Regions from separate parts of the Mus musculus genome. Here all the other regions are linked to region 1. The links are chromatin contacts, called in public Hi-C and HiChIP or PLAC-seq maps. All regions are on one chromosome and are shown on one strand. Each heading gives the region's core, a stretch centred on a gene start, on an enhancer-like site or on the middle of the called end of the contact. The rest is flanking DNA. Distances are from core to core; before and after follow the strand shown.

What was found. HiChIP or PLAC-seq counts read pairs in DNA pulled down with a chosen protein or histone mark. A called contact is a pair of places that touch in the nucleus more often than the background predicts.
Region 2: a contact with region 1 is called in a CTCF HiChIP or PLAC-seq map of the NIH/3T3 cell line, with 8 read pairs. The contact joins the enhancer-like site here to the promoter of Cxxc4 in region 1. A contact is called at or near these places in 2 of 39 promoter capture datasets (both in the 3T3-L1 cell line), 1 of 15 datasets of contacts at CTCF or cohesin (the NIH/3T3 cell line), 1 of 484 Hi-C or Micro-C datasets (nephron progenitors), 1 of 115 datasets of contacts at active chromatin or transcription factors (SST interneurons) and 1 of 9 other capture datasets (pancreatic islet).
Region 3: a Hi-C map of adipose-derived mesenchymal stem cells shows a contact between it and region 1, with 2.7 times the contacts expected there. The contact joins the enhancer-like site here to the promoter of Cxxc4 in region 1. A contact is called at or near these places in 2 of 39 promoter capture datasets (both in the 3T3-L1 cell line), 3 of 484 Hi-C or Micro-C datasets (adipose-derived mesenchymal stem cells, embryonic fibroblasts and muscle stem cells) and 1 of 9 other capture datasets (adipose tissue).
Region 4: an H3K4me3 HiChIP or PLAC-seq map of neural progenitor cells shows a contact between it and region 1, with 2.6 times the contacts expected there. The contact joins the enhancer-like site here to the promoter of Cxxc4 in region 1. A contact is called at or near these places in 1 of 39 promoter capture datasets (the 3T3-L1 cell line), 4 of 115 datasets of contacts at active chromatin or transcription factors (astrocytes, embryonic midbrain and neural progenitor cells) and 1 of 9 other capture datasets (pancreatic islet).
Region 5: a Hi-C map of the N1E-115 cell line shows a contact between it and region 1, with 6 times the contacts expected there. The contact joins the enhancer-like site here to the promoter of Cxxc4 in region 1. A contact is called at or near these places in 2 of 39 promoter capture datasets (both in the 3T3-L1 cell line), 5 of 484 Hi-C or Micro-C datasets (the N1E-115 cell line, embryonic fibroblasts, nephron progenitors and 2 more), 1 of 115 datasets of contacts at active chromatin or transcription factors (pancreatic cancer cells) and 3 of 9 other capture datasets (adipose tissue, liver and pancreatic islet).

What each region holds. Positions count from the first base shown.
Region 1 is chr3:134,235,043-134,237,914 of GRCm38.p6, forward strand. It overlaps Cxxc4 (CXXC finger 4), which reads left to right and starts at 1,453. Exons shown (of 4, transcript NM_001004367.4): 1 at 1,453-1,644; 2 at 1,770-1,845.
Region 2 is chr3:133,994,412-133,997,283 of GRCm38.p6, forward strand. The region is part of intron 2 of Gm26691 (a long non-coding RNA gene); the gene reads right to left. Among named protein-coding and RNA genes, the nearest start is that of Gm26691, 150 kb to the right of the region's middle. Within about 2 kb of position 1,425, at least 4 of the 459 cell types and tissues checked have an H3K27ac peak or open chromatin away from gene starts, as enhancers often do. A contact at or near this core is called in the NIH/3T3 cell line, where this site is marked.
Region 3 is chr3:134,049,391-134,052,262 of GRCm38.p6, forward strand. The region is part of intron 2 of Gm26691 (a long non-coding RNA gene); the gene reads right to left. Among named protein-coding and RNA genes, the nearest start is that of Gm26691, 98 kb to the right of the region's middle. Within about 2 kb of position 1,446, at least 13 of the 459 cell types and tissues checked have an H3K27ac peak or open chromatin away from gene starts, as enhancers often do. A contact at or near this core is called in adipose-derived mesenchymal stem cells, where this site is marked.
Region 4 is chr3:134,389,598-134,392,469 of GRCm38.p6, forward strand. No RefSeq gene overlaps it. Among named protein-coding and RNA genes, the nearest start is that of 4930539C22Rik, 33 kb to the right of the region's middle. Within about 2 kb of position 1,499, at least 25 of the 459 cell types and tissues checked have an H3K27ac peak or open chromatin away from gene starts, as enhancers often do. A contact at or near this core is called in neural progenitor cells, where this site is marked.
Region 5 is chr3:134,104,333-134,107,204 of GRCm38.p6, forward strand. The region is part of intron 1 of Gm26691 (a long non-coding RNA gene); the gene reads right to left. Among named protein-coding and RNA genes, the nearest start is that of Gm26691, 44 kb to the right of the region's middle. Within about 2 kb of position 1,494, at least 5 of the 459 cell types and tissues checked have an H3K27ac peak or open chromatin away from gene starts, as enhancers often do. A contact at or near this core is called in the N1E-115 cell line and pancreatic islet, where this site is marked.

The sequences.
Region 1 (2,872 bases), core at 203-2,702:
TAACTTTATTCTATTTTTAAACAAGCATAGTCTGATTTTGTTTGCTTTTAGAAGACTCATTCAGAGTCACATATTGTGGTACAGGTCTAGAACCCCAGCACTGGGGAGTCTGAGCCAGGATGACTGCCAAGAAGGGAACCAGGCTAGCCTGAGCTGTATAGCAAATTCTAGAAATTCCTGGGATACAGTGTGAGATCCCTTCTCAAAATCCCTTCCAAGTGGGTAGGGGGAAAGGAGAAAGAATCACATTTAAAAGGACTTAAACATTTACATCCTATTTCATGCCTGTTTCTTTCAGTGTGGACAGCATGTGTTTAGTGTATCTCGGTTTCTTTGAGGCAGGAAGGAAGGGGTTAATTCATAGTTGGATTTTATGAGTTTTATTTATATGCGATGTGTGCTAAATACTTATCTTTCAGTTTGAAGTATTTTCCCCAGGTGATGGGAAGTAAAAATGCCCATCACATTAAAATTAGTTAAAAGAGATCATTTAGATATGAAAGTAAAGTTTGGAATTAAAATTAGGGAGGTGGGATAGATATTTGACTCCTTGGAATTACCGGATGAAAGAGTAAAGGGGGAGGGCGAAGCTTTGTAGGGCAGGAAGACCCGGACACAGTGGGAATGGAAGGCGGTGTGGGAGAAGAGAGAAAGGCAGTCACAGACTGAGACCGGTCAAGCATCACATCAAATTTTTTACATTCCGGCATAATAACATTTCAGGGATTCGAACCAGCAGAACACCAGTCCCTTTCCCCCTTACTTTAAAACGATAATGATTCTCTTTTAAAGAGTCTCTCCCGGCCCCGCCAGGAAGATCCTTTAAAAGCACGCGACCGGGATGTGAAACTGAGAGAGTCTTCCTGCAGCACACAGGACCTCCCCTCTGTGTCTGGCACAGCTCTTCCCAGCTCAGCCAGGGAACCCAGACAAGTTTATTTACACACCCCCCCGCCCAGCGTGCACAAACACACCCGCAGAGAGCGAGGGCGCGAGGGGCGGGAACGCCCTCTCTTCCATCCCTTCCAAACAATTATCTGCCAGAAGAAAAAAAAAAAAAAAAAAAAAAAAAAAAAAAGCAAATCCTTCGCCGCGCCGGAGGCTGGCGGGGTGGCGGGCGAGCCGGGAAACGTGGCCGCGCCGGCGAGCTGGGGATTTGTGAAAAGGAGCGCTGGCCCGCGTGCGCCTCTTGTTCCCCGTGTAATTTGCAGCCAATCATCGGGAGGTGTCCGCGCCCTGCGTCCTGCTCACCTCGGCCCGCCCCCGCCCCCGGCTCCGCACCGCCTCCCTCGCCTTTCTCCGCGCTCCCCTCCCCCAGCCACCGCACACACGCACACACACAAACAGAGCGAGGGGGGGGGGGGTGAGAAAGAGAGAGAGAGAGAGAGAGAGAGAGAGCGAGAGAGCGAGAGAGAGAGAGACTCCCCGGCTCCCTCCCTCCCTCCCTCGCACACAGCGACTGGAGACGGACCGGGAGCAACGCGCCGGGAAGAGCAGAGACCACCGACAACAGCCCCGCGCTCTCCCACACACGCTCACACTCGGCGCTTTCCTCTCCACCCCCACCTCCTCCTCCTTCCACCCCCTCCACTAACACCATCTCCTCCTCCTCTCTACAACAAGAAAAAAAAAAGCCATTTACAGGTATTTTTTTTTCATCCGCATATTTATTTACCCCACCCCCCCATTCCCAACAGTTTGTTTACAAGTATTAAAGTTGTAATTGGGAGCTGCCAAGACACATCTGGATTTGTGTTTCTTTGTGTTAGGGGGTGATGTGCAACTAATTAAAGGCAGACTGGCAGCGTCTGTAAATTCTAAGGCTCCCCAAATAAAAAGAGACTGGTAAGTGATTGTTCTTTCTCTTCCTCTGGCTTCCCCGCTTCTCTTTCTCTCTTAAATGTTTGCTGTCCGGTGGGATTGTAAAAGTAGATTAATGCTGGTCTCCAGCAATAAAAACCGTGACTGTATTAATTAATTAATTAATCTGCACCGGCCCCTCCTCCTGAATGTTAAATATGACCTTTGATCTCCATGTCTCTGGTAGATCAGACATACAGTATTAGGCATGTACAGTCACATTGTTCAGAGGCAAAGCAGGATCATGAAGTATGGATGTTTATTTTAGCTTTGGTGTTAGAACTATAGTTATTGGTGTGTGCTTTATTTTGTTGCTAAATAAAAGCCAAACAATAGCTGTGGCTTAGGTACCTTTTTTTCATGCTCCAGGGATGCATTGATTAAACAATAATGACCTGGATGCTGGGCACAATCCTTTTCTACAGTTTCTGGTGGTATTGAACCTAGAGGAGGGAAGGGGGGGGGAGGTAGTAGCAATTGGAGAAGCAAGGACAGCTTGTTTGGAAACACCATGCTAAGACTCTGAAAGGGGGATATTAGATCCCTTCTTTATTTGGAACAAGGTCAAAAGACTAAAATGTTAGTGTCCCCTCCCCTCAGTGGGATGATGCCCATTGCATGGTTGGCGGAACTAGTTTCTAGTGACTAGCAGTTATTATGATCTTGCATCTTCAATGTAATTCACAGAAACGGAAGCTGTATGTGTATTCTTACTGTGTCTTTCCCCCCAGACCCTAGCAAGTGTCAGGAATATTTAGCCAGGAGGATTTGGGGGGCACCTTTGTATTGTCATCAGGCCTCAGAAGGGAGCAGTTTTCCCTAATGTGAAACCACAGAGGTGGTGCCTGAGTGATTAGGGACTTGCTGTGATTGAAGGATGCCTGCCAGTTTCTAATCCAGCCGGAGGGAGGTTCCTTATCTTGCTTTACTTTGCCTAATAGGGATTTGTTTACATAAACCCCCCTTTTTTTAGGGTGCCTCATCAGTAGACCTTGAAGTTTTCAAATTTGAA
Region 2 (2,872 bases), core at 175-2,674, 240 kb before region 1:
GGAGGGTAAATCTGCTGGCAAGCATTTCTCCTTTGAGTGGGATGTTGGCTCACATTCAGGAAATTGTGTTTTAAGTGTGGCCTGGATGACTTGAACTGAGAACTTGTTTCACTTAATCCCGAGGGAGTCAAGGTACAGCTAAGATCCAGGAAATCGAGATTCTAATTTTTTCCTTTAACTATAGAAATATGAAGTATGTGTGTCCCTTTATTAGACCATTAGAATGGTCCCAATGTCAAGCTCCTCATCAATTACAAGTTACAAATTTGTTTTATTTTGCCATGAAGGCCTTTAATATTTTCCCCACATTTACTTTTTCTTTGTGAGGACATAAAACTGAGGATTAATTTTGAATTAATTGGAATGTACTCAATGCTCTTAGTAGAAGTGTCTGCATTTTCCATTTGTCCTATAACATCCACTTTTGTTTTTTCACTAACTGTAAAGAGCTCTACTCTTCTCCTTTTATATTTGAAAGCACTTTATAGCCTACATTTTTGAATTTGTTATTGCGTCTGATTTTTACCGTATCCAATGAAGCAAAGCTTGGGAGACTTCACTCTCTACTGTGAATGCAGAGACGTGAATATGACATTTTGCCTTGAGAGAGGGTTTATGTTGATTTATTGCACAGTCTGCTGGTGTGAACATAGCTGGGGCTGTCTCCTTTATTCTTATATCCTATCTTCAAATGACTTTCCAGACATTTAAATAATAGGAAAATTTATCAGATGTTCCTCAATTTTTAAGGAGTAGGTAGAAGATGAAGAATACAAAAAAAACTTTATTTAGGATGAAATTAGGTAAACTCCATGTTTTGATCACTTTTGTGCATTACCATCTGTTTCCTTTCTAAGTTTTAGATTATGCAAAGTAGATCCAAGTTTATTTCCCTTCAAAATGATCTATTACGCAGCTTCTGTCTTTTGGGGATTTTCAGTGATTTTTATGTGACTATCATCAGAAAAACTTGACTATTTCTACAATCTTTGACCTGTCTCTTTAAGATGTGCAACAAGGATGAGGAGCAAAGAATCTGCAATATTCTTTATAATTTCATGGGGTCTTCTGAGGAAATGTGCCAATTTTATGGCGACTCGTAGGGAAAAATTTTGATTTCATGTGGATTCGAGTGAAAAGGTAAATTTCATGGGATTTCTAAAAATGGCTGGATTTCTCAGGATCCATGAAATCCATGACAGCCATAGAGAAAATGGGCTGCTCCTGTCATGGAGTAAATTTCAGTGCAGTTTGGCCAAAAAGTTTATTTCTTATACATCTGCTATGATGTGCCCTGCACACTTTGTATCTCTGTAGACCATTTACTCTCTTACTGATGTCTGAGAGTGCCAGATGGTACTTTGTATACATACCAACAAACGAAAACACATGTGGGTGGGGTTGTGAATCACTATGTCTATGTATGATATGATCACTAGCAGGTCATGACTCACCTGGGTGGGTGGTATGTTGGGGTCAAGGCCAGTGTGGTAGAACCTGGAGTTGTGACATTGCCAATTAGGGAATGAAAGGTTGCCATATTCATAGTCATGGTCATCACAGAAGACAGTTTCCTAGGGTGTGAGGAGATCTTAGACACAGTTGTGATTCTCTTACACAGCATTTCTCAACCTGTGGGTTACGACTACAGGAAAACACACATAAATATTTCACGGTCTTTGGAACTGAGACACACTTAGCAGCAAAATTACAGTTATAAAGTGGCAAAGAAAGTAGACTTATGCTTGGGGGTTCCTAAGACCATTGGAAACATGTGTTTTCCTATAGTTGCAACCCACAGGTTGAGAACCGCTGCTCTACCACGCTGTAAGGTGTACACGTCTGTATCATAGTGCCTGTGAGAAGCTGCTAAGAGGTGAAGCTCAAAACAGTTGACCTAAATTGTCAGAAATCAGAATTTTGGAATCTGCCTTTGTTCTTTAACTCTCAAATAAATGCCATGCCCTCACACTTCCAACTGGAGAAGCAAGGCTTGTTCAAATACATTTTTCTTCCCAAATTATCTGCTCTAATGTCTCATATGACCTCAGAATCCTTCACACTTATAACCTCTTTCTATAGAAAACAGGCAAATGACCATTGGCTGGTCCTGTGCTTGGAGCTGAGCTGAGTTGTAGGGAAGAAGGATGCTGCAGCACATGTGGATATTTATCTCCGTGGAACCACTGTGAACACAGCAGCTACAGCAACTAGTACAGCTGTGTTTGTGGTGACCATCAGTGCTTCCATCACATGCTTTTCCCACCCAGAGGTTAAACAGTATAATTTAAGTCACTTTACGTGATACCTGTATTTAGGAGTCATCCAGCCACAGCAAAGGCAAAACTTCATTGGTCTTAACATGTAAGCCAATGTCAGATTTCTTTGTGAACAAAGCTAATCTGCAGACAGACTGAGATGCCCATGGACATGAGAAGTAGTGTGGATGTAGGAGCAATATCCCTCATCCTTTGCCACCATTGTAAGGTTTCTAGCATTGCTAGACTCCTGCCTACTGAATGAGCAGAGCGGTTCCTCATCATTGTAATGACCACATTTTCTCAGGTTTTCAAAATGTCTTCAAGGTTAGAACACACAGATCTCTGATAACCATTTATATTGCCTTCCTGGACCATACCATATGCAGACATTTCTAAAATGGAAATATTCTACTGCCTCAAGGCTTCCTGGATTTCCCTATTCCTTTCAGGGTAACATCAAATCACTAACACATGGAACCTCTCTGGTCTTGGTCACTAGCATATCTCTGGTCTTGTCATCTAAGCTTTGGGCATATCGGTCTTTTTAAGCACTTCAATGCTTCATGAAGCCCTGCATTTAGACCTGTATTTTTCTGACCCTAAAGTATGAT
Region 3 (2,872 bases), core at 196-2,695, 190 kb before region 1:
GCAGACAGGTCAGTGGTTAAAAATTACACAAAAACCTTTATTTATTTATTTATTTATTTATTTATTTATTTATTTATTTATTTATTTTATTAGATATTTTCTCTATATACATTTCAAATGCCATCCCGAAAGTTCCCTATACCTTCCCCTGCCCTGCTTCCCTACCCACCTACTCCCACTTCTTGGCCCTAGCTTTCCCCTGTACTGGGGCATAAAAAGTTTGCAATACCAAGGAGACTCTCTTCTCAGTTATGGCCAACTAGGCCATTCTTCTGCTACATATGCAGCTAGAGACATGAGCTCTGGGAGTACTGGTTAGTTCATATTGTTGTTCCACCTATAGGGTTGCAGACCCCTTCAGCTCCTTGTGTGCTTCCTCTAGCTTCTCCATTGGGGGCCCTGTGTTCAATCTTTAGATGACTGTGAGCATCCACTTCTGTATTTGCCAGGCACTGGTATAGCCTCATACAAGACAGCAATACCAGGGTCCCTTCAGCAAAATCTTGCTGGCATATGCAATAGTGTCTGGGTTTGGTGGCTGATTATGGGATGGATCCCCAGGTGGGGTAGTCTCTGGATGGTCCATCCTTTCATCTTAGCATACGGGAACCTTTTTAAGGAAGGATAAAGAAGCAAGTATCTCTGACTCTGCTTCTACAATGCATATTGGTTTTCACTTTACGCAACATACACATACAATCATCCCTCATGGCAACTGTTCGGATGGCCTCCCATCTAGCATCTCTTGTCTGTTGGCATAAATTATCAAAAGCAAATTCATTTTCTTGCCTACAACCTTCTAGGCAATCTACTTAAATCACTATTTCTATTCTGGCCACATTAGCCAATGTCCTTTTCCAGACACAGGCTAAATATTGACCCATGATTTTGCTGTTGTTCTTGTGTCTGCCACACACTTGGATTTAATAGTCTCCTCCTGCTGACATCTTGCCATTTAACAAAGACCATAGCACTGCCTTTGTAGAAGGGCCTTAGCTTTGCTAGATATTTATTCTACACAGTTTCTCCCTTACTGTTGTAATATTTCTTCCCCCCTCCTCATAGATCTTATTATTCTCAGAAAATACCCATTGTACTTATTTGTTCCTTTTAGGACTTTGCTTTTATACTCATGAGCACAAACTTTCCTTTTAGTCACGACTGTACCTGTGATGCCAAGGACAATGATTGGCCATTGTAGGAGTCAGGAGAGAATCAGGAGAGGGAGGGAGGTTCCTCCTTAGCCTATTGTATTAGATGATTCTATGAACTGAAAGATCACCATGACAAAAGCAAAAACAATATTGCTTTTTCCATAAGTGGATGATTATTTAAACTTAAACACTCTATCTGCAGTGCATTTTATTTATATATGATGTCCCCAAGGTTAAAAGCATGAAGCTTGAGTCACCTAGTTTGCATGAATCTTTAACCACATTCTGCTGAGTAATGTGCTAGCTATGAATCACTTTACACATTAATGTTCTAAAATGCTTCATATGAAAATCACAGACTATGCTGCTCCTCACTATTTGGAGACAATTAGACCACATAGAGTGCTAACAACACACAGTGCCTGGCATGTGCTCAGTCTTTGTGTTAGTGATTAGTAATAGTAGTAGCAGCTAATGTTTTTTATATGATTGTGTAGCCATCATTTATTTCATATCAAAATAATCCAATAACTGCATGAATTAAATAATAGTCCAAAATTGGACTATGTTGGTAAAGTTTGTTCTACAAAAATAAATATATGCTATTTTTTCATGCTATTTTCTACTGATTTCATGTTTGTTGCAACAAATAATGAAAATTTTGATTATTTCAAGGGAAAAGAATTGGGAGAGAGACTTGAATAAATTTTTCTTTGAACCCTTATTTAGTTCAGAAAAATTATTCCCAGTACCTCTTTTGAAAATATCAAATTTACAGTTGTGATACGTATATGGATGTAAATATATGAAAACATGATCTTTAACATCCAAACGAAACAAACAAATGATCAGTAATATTATAATTATAATTATTCATCCACTTATCAGAAGAAACAAACTCCCCAGATTTTGTTTGCATTCATTATGGAATTAAGAAGTCTTATAACAGTCATAATTTTGCATATCTGCCAAACATTAACATTTACCTTAAGTAATAATTCACCTCTACTCATATCAATAATTGACACTGGCTTAAGTTTTTAAAACTATTTTGAGAACTAGTCTGTTTCTAAGACCCAAATATCCTTGACAGTTTTTTGTCTTGATTACATGATACCACTTTCTATTTCCTGCTGAAAAACATATTAAAGTATAACATTGATACCTTGTATATCAAGATCATTCCTAGCTATTGTTGAAGAATAGCAAAGTTTAAGCTTTGTAAATACATATTAGTAACAAAATATTTGACTACCTGTAGATTTCTACAACAAACAAAATACTTTATTACAAAGTTCATTGGCTTGCTTCCTAGGTTGAAAAACTCCTTACTGTCAAGGACAGGTGACTCCTCAAATATTCTTTCTTGTATATTGTATTTTTTAGCATGGGCAGTTGGTTTCTTAGCTTGATTTTTTTTCTGATATGGGAGGAAAACAATAGGAAGATCAACCCAACTATTTTCAATGAGAACATAGGGAAATGTGTTCATCAGAATTTCAAGAAGTGTCCTATTAGTCAAATGAAATTATTTTCAGACTGAGTATCTTCCTTATATCCTAATTTCTCTGCCCATTTTCATTGATTAATCTGTAAATGTGGCTACCTTTTGGGTATTTCTAGTGACTGTTGTACAAAAACTGGACATTTCATTAAACATACTCTATTAATACAAATCAAATACAAGACACTTGACTCTTTTACTGAATTTGTGACAA
Region 4 (2,872 bases), core at 249-2,748, 150 kb after region 1:
ATGAACTAACCAGTACCCCGGAGCTCTTGACTCTAGCTGCATATGTATCAAAAGATGGCCTAGACGGCCATCACTGGAAAGAGAGGCCCATTGGACTTGCAAACTTTATATGCCCCAGTACAGGGGAACGCCAGGGCCAAAAAGGGGGAGTGGGTGGGTAGGGGATTGGGGGTGGGTGGGTATGGGGGACTTTTGGTATAGCATTGGAAATGTAAATGAGCTAAATACCTAATAAAAATGGAAAAAAAAAGCACACACACAAAAAAAGATTCTTATCAGTGCTGTTCGGAGAGCTTAATCATTGTCCTTAAAAATAACAGAGGAATATGTGATAATGCCACAAAAGTCCTTGGTTATGCAAATTTGTGTTCTTTCTAAACCCATTTGCTATATTATGTTACATGGTTCATACCACTTTATAAATCACTGTAAGAATAAGAAACCTGACAAGTATGTTTAAGGTCATCCTACCTCCCTTGGTCTCAGCATTACAACCAGTAAGTAGCCAAGTTTGTGAATTTTACTTAGCAAGCATTTTTAGAACAAATGCATCCTGAACCTCGACTTTTATTTTAAGAGTTCATGTTCATATAAAACACTTTGATCATGGTTTTCTCTTTCCCCAGAATCCTTCCTTAGCCTTCCGACCTCCCCACTCATTCAATTTTGTTCTCTCTCTCTCTCTCTCTCTCTCTCTCTCTCTCTCTCTCTCTCTCTCTCTCTCCCCCTCCTTCTCTTTCTCTCCCTCCCTCTTTCCCTCTCCCTCCTGCTCTCCCTTGTCTCAAAACAAAACAAAAACAGTGAGACACAAAAATCAAAACAAATAAATGACTGTCAAGGCAAAAAAAAAAAATCAAACACAACAAAACAACAACAAAAAACCCTAACAACAACAACAACAACAAAAAGAATCAAAGTAAAGAAAAAAAAATAGCATTGTGTGGGCCAGCTACACTGGAGCCTGGAGCCTGCCTTGCAGTTTGGAATTTGGTGGTCAGAGTCTCACTTAACCCACATCACTTAAGCTTTATTTTAAAGTAGATGGGAATTAACAAAGAGACTCACAACTGTAGAGTGAAGAGAACAAGAAAATTTCCTAACTGGGATATGTTAGCCAAGTCCCTCCTCCCAAGGCTCAGGGACCTCTGTGGAAAGCAGGGCAGAAAGATTATAAGAAGCAGAAGTGCTGGATGACTACAAGAAAATTGTCTTCCAGACACATATAAACTCACAGAGGCTATGGCAACGTGCATAAGACCTGCACAAATTCAATGGAGTCCCAGCAGTGAGAGGGAGATACTCACTGTCAAAGGGAAAATCAGTGCCATTGAGCTTATCAACCACAAAACCTTTCATTTAAAAGGAGAATGCACAGATTGCCAATGCCTTGTGAGATGGAGATGCAGTCATACCTTATTCAGACAATACTGCTTAAGAGGATCCTTTTCAGGCTCCTATTCAGCTACTCCGGCTCTCAGACATGGTCCACTGGGACAGGCTATAGCCTGAGCTGGCAGCTGAACTTGGTGGTGTCCACATGGTGCAGAGTTGGCAGGGTTATACAATGCAATGTTGGCAGAGAAATGGAAGCTTGTGCCAAGAGTTCAGAAAAGAAACGTTAATGAGGCCAAGCAATGTGTACTAGGAAAAGATCCCCTTAGAAGCTGATGTGTGAAGCTATGACGATGAAGCTCACATTTCCTTGGAGATCCCAGGATGGTAACAAAGTCAGAAACACTGAATGAATGCCAAGGAGAGCTATAGGTTCATGGTGAAGCTGGCCCATGAGAGAGGCCACACACATTTCACATGGTGGGGCCTCAGAGTTAAGGTTATCAAGCCAAACAGAGATCAGGTGATGTCTTGAGTAACCAAGATACTGGACTTGGAGAAGCAGATTTAACATTTACCTTGCTGTCTTTTGAACTTGGTTTTAGTCATTGTCTTTGTTAGCCTCTGTTTCTCTGTAATTGGAATGGGATTGTTAGTTTTGGAACAATTTATCTTTTTTTTTTCTTTTTAAATTTCACAGGCTTCACAATTAAGGTTGTTTTCTTCTTCTTGTTGTTTTGTTGCTTTTTTAATCAAAGAAAATACTTTGGATTTCGATTTGGAATGTTGGAAACATTCAAGAGGTAGGAATTCTGTAAGTTGGAATGAGTGAATATTCTATTAGACACACATGAACCTATGAGGGAGGAAAGTGGTATGGTTTGGGTACAGAAGTCCTTCAGCAACTCACATTGAACTCTTGGACTCTAGGTATAGTACTATTTTGGGAAGTTCTAAAACTTTAGGATAATGGTCTGTCTGGTTGATGGGCTTCTGTTATGGCAGGCTCATAGGCTGCCCTCTTACAGGCTAGCTCTCTTTTTCCTTGCCTGCTCACATCTAACAAGCTGAGTTTCAAGCTCTCACAATCATAGACAGTGCCTACATACTCCTAACATGTCAGAATGGATCCCTTTAAACCATGAGTCTAATTAACTTCTCTGTTAAAACAGAAAAGTTCTATGTTGGAAGAGGAAGTGGATGAGGATTAGGAGGAAGAGAAAGAAAGAAAGAAAGAAAGAAAGAAAGAAAGAAAGAAAGAAAGAAAGAAAGAAAGAAAGAAAGGGAAAGGAAAGGAAAGGAAAGGAAAGGAAAGGAAAGGAAAGGAAAGGAAAGGAAAGGAAAGGAAAGGAAAGGAAAGGAAAGGAAAGGAAAGGAAAGGAAAGGAAAGGAAAAGAAGGAAAGAAGGAAGAAAAGACACTAAGCAGTGAAGTGAAAGAATAAGGGGTTGTCACTAAATAGAAGGTGAAATGAAAGCACATACAGTGTTAGAGTTGGGGCTGGTGAAACCAAAGCCACACATACTGGTAGCACACCAGGC
Region 5 (2,872 bases), core at 244-2,743, 130 kb before region 1:
TAATTAATTCAGAGAGGCACCTAGTGTCAAGTAATTATATATAAATTTAGATACTAGTAGCCTGTAATATCACCTGATAGATCACCTCCCCTTCTCTCAAGTATGAAAGGTGCAAGATAAAAGAGCTTCCTGCCATTTGAGAAGGTTTCAAGGAAAGATGGGACCTAAGAGAGATGATCAAATTCAGCATGAGTTAGACAGGACACTGTGGGAATAAAACTGATATGAGAATTAGTTACTAACAGACGAAGGGTCCCAGAAACTGCAGGAGTCCAGAGAAGAAAGGCAGCCCAAACCAGAGTCAATTACTGTATGCTGTGCAAATTTAAATGTTGGCATCATGATGGTCAAATAGGAATTCAAAGATGGTGCCACCAAGTCAGGTAGGTAATAGTAATAGGACAAAGACATGGCTCCTGATTGCTTCTCTGGTTGGTCTTGCTTCATCTTTCAAAAACCCTGTATCACATACTAGATCTTTACTGTAGCTGTACGGGAGCCCAAGGAACCAAAGTCCAGACAGATGGCAGAAACCAACCAAGGAATTTCTAAGAAGTAACTGGTGACAAAACTAAGTCCCAACAGCTAATCCACAGCTGCAAGCTGACATTAAAATATAAATTTTAAAAGTACCTTTATTTCTAGCTAAAGAAACATGTCTTAATAGTTTATAATATTAGTTGTATAATTATTCTATATTAATTTTCTTGTCCCACTCAAATGAGCAGGATGTACACTTTCTAACTAATGTAGCAGTGACTGTATCTTTAGGTTCATCTGTGAATCCAGTTCTATTTATATCTAAATATATCGCCTGCCTTTGGGGGTTATATTAAGAGTTAAGTTGCCAGAGTAGATTTATTGGCAATGATCATATCTGACTTCAAAGTTTTGCTCTCTGAGCTGGCCACCCCCTGTGCCTGCTTATCAAGAGGAATCAAGGTTGTTTGTAAAAGAGCAATTCAAAGAGTAGCAAAGTTCAAGTTCACAGCTGCCATGGACTTCTACTAAAAGCATCTTCACTCTTCTTCCTGGATTGATGGCAGAGGCTGGGGGTGGGGTGGGCTGTTGGTGCTTGGCCTATGGAATTCATCAGCATTAAAATATTGGCATAGGAATATAATACACCTAGACTACTAGCATTCACGGGGACCTTTTTATGTGTCACAGTTTAATTCAATGAACAAAGAGATGGTTTTAAACTGGGTCTTTGTCAGTGGTTACTTCATGTGGGAACATACATTTCCCAGCCCCATCTGTATCCTAACTCCCTGTTGACAGAGGCAAGAGTTGCCTCATTTGTAAACAGTTGAGTCTCGGTTGATCAAAGCCAATGGTTTCTTGTCATACTCTGAGCTGTGCTTAGAAAAGGCAGAGTGACATCGAGTAATTAAACATAAAAAAGGCCATCTTGTGGTCAGGTAACTGTGGTTAATGGGTGGGAAAATCAGGTTGCCAAGCAGGTGCTGCCCATTTTTTATAGGACCTCCTAGAGTTAATGAGGCTGTTATTAGGGCCAGCAGCAGGCACCAGACTACTTACTGACACGTCTCACATAGCCCTTGCATGACTCAGTCACCAGTGACAATGTTGTACAAGTTATTGTTTTCTCAGCAACTGAGAAATTGAATGTGTCTTTAGAGTTAACCACTAAGGGAGTCACAGCAGTTCTACATGTTTATACATATAACACCATACTTGGTTGCAACTGGCAACTTTGGGGATTTAGAATGCCCTGACTAAACTGTAGCAATGGAGAAGCTTGCACCTTTCCTGCTTTCTCATCACTCTCCCCTCACTGCACACTCAATTTAGCAAATGATGCCATTCAAAGCAAAGAACAGGCTGGCAATAGATGGGGAGGGGAGGTTTATTTAGGGGATGTTAGGTGTGAGCTGGTGAGGAAATGGTTTCCAGTATCTCATCCTCAACTATACAGGAAAGGATTGTCCTTTTATGAAGGTTTCATCCAAATAAATATCAGGCAGAAATCAGAAAAATGGGACACACACTCAAATGAATATTGTTTCAGGAATATCTGGTTTTGACTTGGAAACCCCTCACTCTCCCTCAGGCGTTCAGAACCTACAGTATCTGCTGTTACCCATCATCCTACCATGTACTCCACATCTCTTGCTGGTCTCTTCCTGCTCAGCTCATGAGCTCACCTTCACTTTTCTAAGAAGTTTCATCTTGGGACTCTACTTCAGCTTGCTCTTGCTGATGACAAGGGGTGAGGCTTCATGGCCTCATCTCTCACGCACAATGAAGTATGAGCGGTCCAATCTTGTGCAGGTCTTGGGCAGGTAACTACAGCTACGGTGAATGTAAGAGTCAAAAGTTGTATCATGCAAATAATATATTGTTTCGCAGTATTCTTCCCCCAAAACAGGCTCTTATGTTCATTCTTCCTCCTCTCCCACAGCGGTTCCTGAGCCTTGGAGGGTGTGATATAAATGCCCCATTTAGGGTCAAACTTCTGAAGTCATTTATTCTCTGTGCTTTCATCAAGTTTGAACCTCTGCATTAACCACTGCTTTCTGAGAAGAAGAAGAAGAAGAAGAAGAAGAAGAAGAAGAAGAAGAAGAAGAAGAAGAAGAAGAAGAAGAAGAAGAAGAAGAAGAAGAAGAAGAAGGAGGAGGAGGAGGAGGAGGAGGAGGAGGAGGAGGAGGAGGAGGAGGAGGAGGAGGAGGAGGAGCAGGAGGAGCAGGAGGAGCAGGAGGAGCAGGAGGAGCAGGAGGAGCAGGAGGAGCAGGAGGAGCAGGAGGAGCAGGAGGAGGAGGAAGAGCTTATTGATGAAGGTTGAAAGGTTGATAACAGGACCAAGCTATGTCCTGCTTGGACATACATATACATCAAAAACATTTAAAAG